Regions from separate parts of the Columba livia genome. Here region 2 is linked to region 1. Evidence: chromatin contacts called from public Hi-C data. All regions are on one chromosome and are shown on one strand. Each heading gives the region's core, a stretch centred on a gene start, on an enhancer-like site or on the middle of the called end of the contact. The rest is flanking DNA. Distances are from core to core; before and after follow the strand shown.

The links. A called contact is a pair of places that touch in the nucleus more often than the background predicts.
Region 2: a Hi-C map of liver shows a contact between it and region 1, with 2.4 times the contacts expected there. The contact joins two enhancer-like sites. A contact is called at or near these places in 2 of 2 Hi-C or Micro-C datasets (crop and liver).

What each region holds. Positions count from the first base shown.
Region 1 is chr1:170,583,307-170,586,498 of bColLiv1.pat.W.v2, forward strand. No RefSeq gene overlaps it. Among named protein-coding and RNA genes, the nearest start is that of PLBD1, 43 kb to the right of the region's middle. Within about 2 kb of position 1,580, at least 1 of the 3 cell types and tissues checked has an H3K27ac peak away from gene starts, as active enhancers do.
Region 2 is chr1:170,648,738-170,651,564 of bColLiv1.pat.W.v2, forward strand. GUCY2C (guanylate cyclase 2C) reads right to left here. Exons shown (of 27, transcript XM_005507839.4): 16 at 2,037-2,123. Among named protein-coding and RNA genes, the nearest start is that of PLBD1, 23 kb to the left of the region's middle. Within about 2 kb of position 1,409, at least 1 of the 3 cell types and tissues checked has an H3K27ac peak away from gene starts, as active enhancers do.

The DNA of each region.
Region 1 (3,192 bases), core at 330-2,829:
GCCTGCAGCAGCGGCCACAGGGTGCCCACCTGGTCTGCTGCTCAAGCCAGGGGCTGTTCTGTGCAGCACTAATTACATCAGTCAAGGTTAATGAAATCAGGAGCAATAAAAAAGGTGGTTTTGTGCAGGGATCAAGAAAGTCTGTGTCCCCCACCCTGTTGCTTTTTGAGGGTAGAAGTCAGGTACAGCACCATGAAGTATGTTGTGCAACCTAGCTGAGAACCAATAAACTGCCTTACTAGAAGGCAGCGGGTAACAGCTGCCTCTTGGACCCAGCTCTGCTGCTGAGTTGTAGAGAACTCAAAAAGTACTAAAACTTGCAGTTACTGACATGCCTTCCTTGAGTTAGTGCTGGGCCCATACTACAAGGGCATATAATTAATTAGTGATGGTAATAATTGGTTTCTTGGCACTTAATAAATCTTGCTTCAGGTCACTGACCAAAAGATGATGGACTCCAGTGAAGTGATGCCTGAACACAGTCACATTTGAAAGTCCTGAGTTTCTCAAACTGCCTGTTTAGCCTGAGCATACAAATGGCACAGAGTTTAGAGCACTACTTTATCATACAATGTAGTAGTGTAGCCACACTGCCACACTGCTCAAGCACTGTTGCAATTGCAGTTTGTGCTGGTATAATGCAAAGTGAATAAGTGAACAACCAGAGCACTCAGATTGTTTCGCTGCAGGGCAGCTCTGCCAAACACTCAAGGGTTATGCCTGGAAAGATGCTACAGCCTCAGAGCAGAATGTACATAGAGGTTAGGTTGGATAGAACAAGGGCTAGTGGGTACAAACTGGAACACAAAAGGTTCCACTTAAATTTGAGAAGAAACTTCTTCTCAGTGAGGGTGACAGAGCACTGGAACAGGCTGCCCAGGGGGGTTGTGGAGTCTCCTACTCTGGAAACATTCAAAACCCACCTGGATATTTCCTTTGTAACCTCATCCGGTCATTCCTGCTCCAGCAGGGGGATTGGACTGGATGATCTTTTGAGGTCCCTTCCAATCCCTGACATTCTGTGATTCTAGTGTGTAACATAAGGAAACTAAGAAAAAACAGGAATGTGCGAAGAAGTAACGTGACCCAGCAGCACTGCACCAGGACACTGACAAAGTCATAAAGTTGGTTAGTCCCTGGGGAGCACTGTGCAGTTTTGCCGGGACAAGCACTGCTGAGACCTCACATGGGTTTCTGCTGTTAGAAGAGCAGTGTTGACAGGTACTGCCACCTCTGAGAGAGCCAATGTGCTGAAATGAGACAGGCGAGCAATGGTGAGTTACTGGATTTCAGAAAGCAAGGATGGTAAAAAAGCAAAAGCTTTCATTATATGCTGGGAGGATTCATTTTCTCCATAGGCATCATTCTCTAGTGACTGAACAACAGGTTTCTTTTTTTTATTGTGAGAGCAGTTTATCGTAACCGCCTCCCAGTTCCATCCCCATGCCAAATGCAGTCCCTCTCCAGCCAAGCTTGAAAACCCAAAGTTTAAAAGGCAGAAGCCACAGGACTTGGAGAAACCTGGAAGCCAGGCATGGAAAATGGGACAGCTTCTGCCACAAACCCTCTTTTTCTACCAGTGAGATCTGCAGAGGGGAATGAGATGGTGAAAGAGACCTTTTAACTTTGTGCAGCTGCCTGAGAATTAAGCTGTCACTGCTCGTGCCCCTGCCTGTAGGTCCATGCTGCCCTACTCAAAGCCTCCTCTGGTCCCTGACGTTGCTGTGCCGGGGACAGGAGCTGGAGCCAGCTGCTGTGGTCATGGTTGGCAGATCAATCCAGGCTGGCCTGCTGACAAAGGAAGCACATGGGACAGAGGAATGTACTGACCTTTAACAGCACAACCATCAGAGGAAAAATAAAATAGCCACAGTCACATGGATTAGAGTCCTAAGGCTCATATGGACCCACTGATGTCAACATTTACTCATAGAAATAAGGGCTCTTAAAAGGAGAGCTGTGTTTTCCCACAACTCTGGGTTTGAGCACAAAGCCGCTCTTGCCTCAGGGTAGGAGGCTCAAGGTGGGAGAAAGGCAAAGCTCCCACTTCCATGTGTGTTTACAAACAGGCACATCCCATCTGTGAGCACGTCACATCTGCTGCCTGCAGTACCTGCAGGAGGAAGCATCCAGGTGTGCCCTGGATCGAGAATGCCATTCAACACACTAATCAACTGGCAATTTCTGGTGACCAGCTTTTAAACAATACTTATCTATTAGTATTTTTATCTAAGGTTGGGTGAAAAGGCAGTAAATACAACCTGCAATGTTGCTGAGTTGCTTAGGAGTGACAGGCAAGTAGCCAACAGCCATCCTCCAGCCACTCTGGGCGTCCAGCCTCAACATGCAACAGATTCTCAGTTCTTTGCTTGCTGCCAGCTCACATCCTTATGCTGCCCTTCATGGGCCAGCTCAAGTCCTTCTTTGAAGTGTTCTCCTTAAAGCCTTTTACAGCAGTGGCTCTGTAGCTGCCAGTCTCCAGTACAGGAGTTTAAAACATGTCCCTCCAGGCAGTGACCGGCAGCAAACACCTGAGGGCTTCACAAAAAAGTACTTAGTTCATATTTGGTGCCTAGCCAAAAACCATCAAGATTGCTGTGCTGTAAGGCTGGAGCTGCAATCAGTGAGTCAACAGTGAGAGCTCAAAAAGCTGACAAACCAGGCAGAGGGTAAGCCAGCCCTGATGACAGCCAGCAGGAACAACAGACAAACCCTCCCAGCCTCCAAGCAAACACCACCAGGTAAGCGACACACGGTGGGTAGAGCTTCCCTGCAGGCAGAGCTGCCAGGGCCCAGAGGTGGGGCTGTGCACCTGTGCAGCGCTGCCCTCTCTTGTGCCTCACAAGAGGCACCAAGCAAACATCACACTCATGCCCCTCCAGCATGGGCACAGCTGCGGCTGGCACACGCACCAACGCTGACACCTGGGGTGTGGCTGGGCACCACGGCTGAGTCCTCTTGCTCAGTGAATTTTAGTCAACAAAGAGCTGCACTGCAGCGCAAAAAGCAGCTCTGTGGCGAGTGCTTCAGCAGTCAGTCTTGTCACACAGTGGTCTCCTGTCTCCCACCTGCTCCTCCTACCCCTGCACATAGTACAGATGCTCTTTCCAGCCGCTGACACTTACCTCCTTCTGCTCCAGCAAACAAATCACTTCAGACCTTGCATGGATTTTTTTTGTCCTTGGCAAAAGC
Region 2 (2,827 bases), core at 159-2,658, 65 kb after region 1:
CAATGCTTGATTTCTGCAATTCCTTCTTAGCAGACCTTTTATCAGAGCTCTTTGGTCACATGTAACCAAATCTATGTAGCTACAGATGGTGCCATCAGACCTAGAGACAGCAGAGATAGGAAAAAAAAATAAAAAGGGGTAGGGGGGAAGTAAATGGAGCAGATTTAGGGCTTCCGCTTCAGCTTCTCCACCTCCTCTAGTGGACTAGGGGACGCTCAAAGAATAGTCACTGCTTGGCTGGCTGTACCAGGGAATAGAAATGATACGACCTCCTCTGTTCAGAAACGCTGATACAGTGGCTTTTCTACCAGATGAAGAATAGGCGAAATCTAAGGACTGTTTGGGCAATGGTGAAAGTGGGGTATAGGAAAGTGGTGGTGTGGAGAGGGAGAACCATATCAAAAGGAAGGCAAAAGAACTGCAGGAGCTGGTCATAGGGATTTTAGCAGCCTGGAAAGCTGGAGCTGGGCTTGAAAAGGGCAGATGCTGTGATGAGAGGAACTGGAGCTGAAGGGCTATGAAGAGACTTATGTAAAGCAAGAAGCCACTCAAGTAAAAAAGACAGCGTGCCTGGATCTTGGGAAGCTGTGGTTTGGGAAAAGCAATACAAGAACTTCATGGAAATGCTTAAGGTCCAGAGGCTCCAACACAGCATCAGGTCAAGGAACAGCAGAGGCTGCAAATCATCCAAATGACAGTAAGTTTCCCAATATTCCTAGGCACATACAAGTTTTCAGGAAGATTTTGTGAACCATCTCTGCCTAACATGGCTAATAATGCTCAGTAGTCATTCCACAGAAAAATTGTGGTGTACCACCCATCCTCGGACTCCATGTTCTGTCCCTATTACCAACAGTGCAGGGAAGAACTGATTGTTAATTCCCAGTCCCAGTGCGGTCACTGGGCATTTGGTTGCTCCCTTCAAAGAGACTGGAATTTCTCACTCCTTTTCGTAAACAGAGCCGGTACTAATCCCTGTTTTCTTAGGAGACATCGGAGGGCAAACTGCAAAGGGTTAAAAAATACCATGTGTTTTCATATGCTATAAGGAGGAAGGGAATGAAACTTAATGCTGAATGTTAACTCAACTTGAAAGGCATTAACAAGGCCAACAAACTGTGACAATTTGGATTAAATGGGCTTTAATAAAGAGCAAGATTTTCAATATCTCTTTAGAACAGCCACAGTGGAGTCATTCATTGTGGAGACCAAATCTAAACTGATGCATGTAGGGAAATGGAAGAACTGTCCAGCCGCAAACCAGCAATAGGAATTGGAGAGCAGCTGAGCACTAGCAAAAAGGCAGAGGTAATTCTCTACATTACCTGCAAAGGTATAATGAATTATTATACCTGTGAATTATAAAGGTTCCTTAACTACCAGCTAAACAGGTACAAGTCTTTAATGTAGAACAGAATTTCCTTTACTGTTCATATTGAGTCTTCCTACTACAAGGACATGTTGAATGCTACTGAAAACCGGTGTTGATTTCTGTACAGGATGAATTTCTTCTCTAACTGCCTGAATTGGATAGCTCTAGTTTACAGTTTCTCACTCCAGTGAGTGAGAAAATCGGGATGCAAATTAAGCAGTTTATTTTGAAAAACTTCATTCTGTCTCTGGATACAAATTGGAATAATTCCAGCATTTTGAAAAAACACGGTTTTTCTTTATATGCCTTGCCTGAGGCCAGGGAGCAGTGTGTTTTGCGGGTCTTGTGACTGCACAGGCCCTACCAATCAGAGCCACTGGTCAACAGATTGTAACCCTCTGATCTTTGAATTACATTTCTTTTGGGCATACTTTATTTATTTAGAAATAGCACAAAGACAGCTCTGGCTCCCATTTCCTCCTTCAGTTTGAGAGCCACTGGCTCCTCCTGCCTCATACACCTATGCCTGGGAGAGGAAAGAGTGGAAAGTTATGCATCCTCTAGCAAGGAAAGGAGAAGACTGTGAGAATTGCCCTTGTGCAGAGGATCTGTTCTGCAAGACAGGACAGGTTGATTAACATTGCACTGTCAGCAGCCCACTTACCTTGGCAATATCGTACATGACAGAGATTTTAAATTCCCAGTCCATGAATGTGCCGTCAGGGTAGGAGATTTTATCATTTAAAACATCCTGTGAAGAGAAGAAAAGAGTGGTTCTAAATGAGACCAGGGAAAAAGGAGATGAGATATGAGTATCTAAATCACACACCCTTTCAACAAGTGAGTGAAAGAGGTAGCCTTCATTTTTTGTAGGGAGTACATGCACTAGAGTAAGACTTGACTCAGAAAACAGGGAATATGAAAAATATTTTGTGCAATTAAAGGTAAATAGTGAATTTCCTTTGAAAGCTGAGTCTTTAATAAAGCAAAATAGCTGAGACAGAAATGGGCAAGGTGTGCAAGAGGAAGGGAAAGGAATTTCTGTGGTCTGTGCTCACAGTAAATTTCCTATCAATTTACTCATGGCCTTATGAGTTCAAAGTAGGCTTTTCCTTTATCTTAAAAGTGCCAGTCATTCACAGCTCTTCCAGCCACTATGGTTTCCATTGCTAAAAGTAAACCTCCATGAGTAGGACAGTTTACAAGAAAAGAACTAGAGATAGAGCTGTTATTTTGCTGCCTTGCTATGAGTTTATTCCAGAAATCACTGCTACTGATGAGACTGTTTGTATGAACTCAGAAGCAGGGACACTGTGTGCCTGCAGAAGAGCTGATGTCATCACTACTTCATGATCACAGAATCATAGAATGTCCTGAGTTGGAAGGGACCTACAAGGAAGAGTCCAACTCCTGTCCCTGCATATGACAACCCCACAGTTCACACCATGCGTCTGA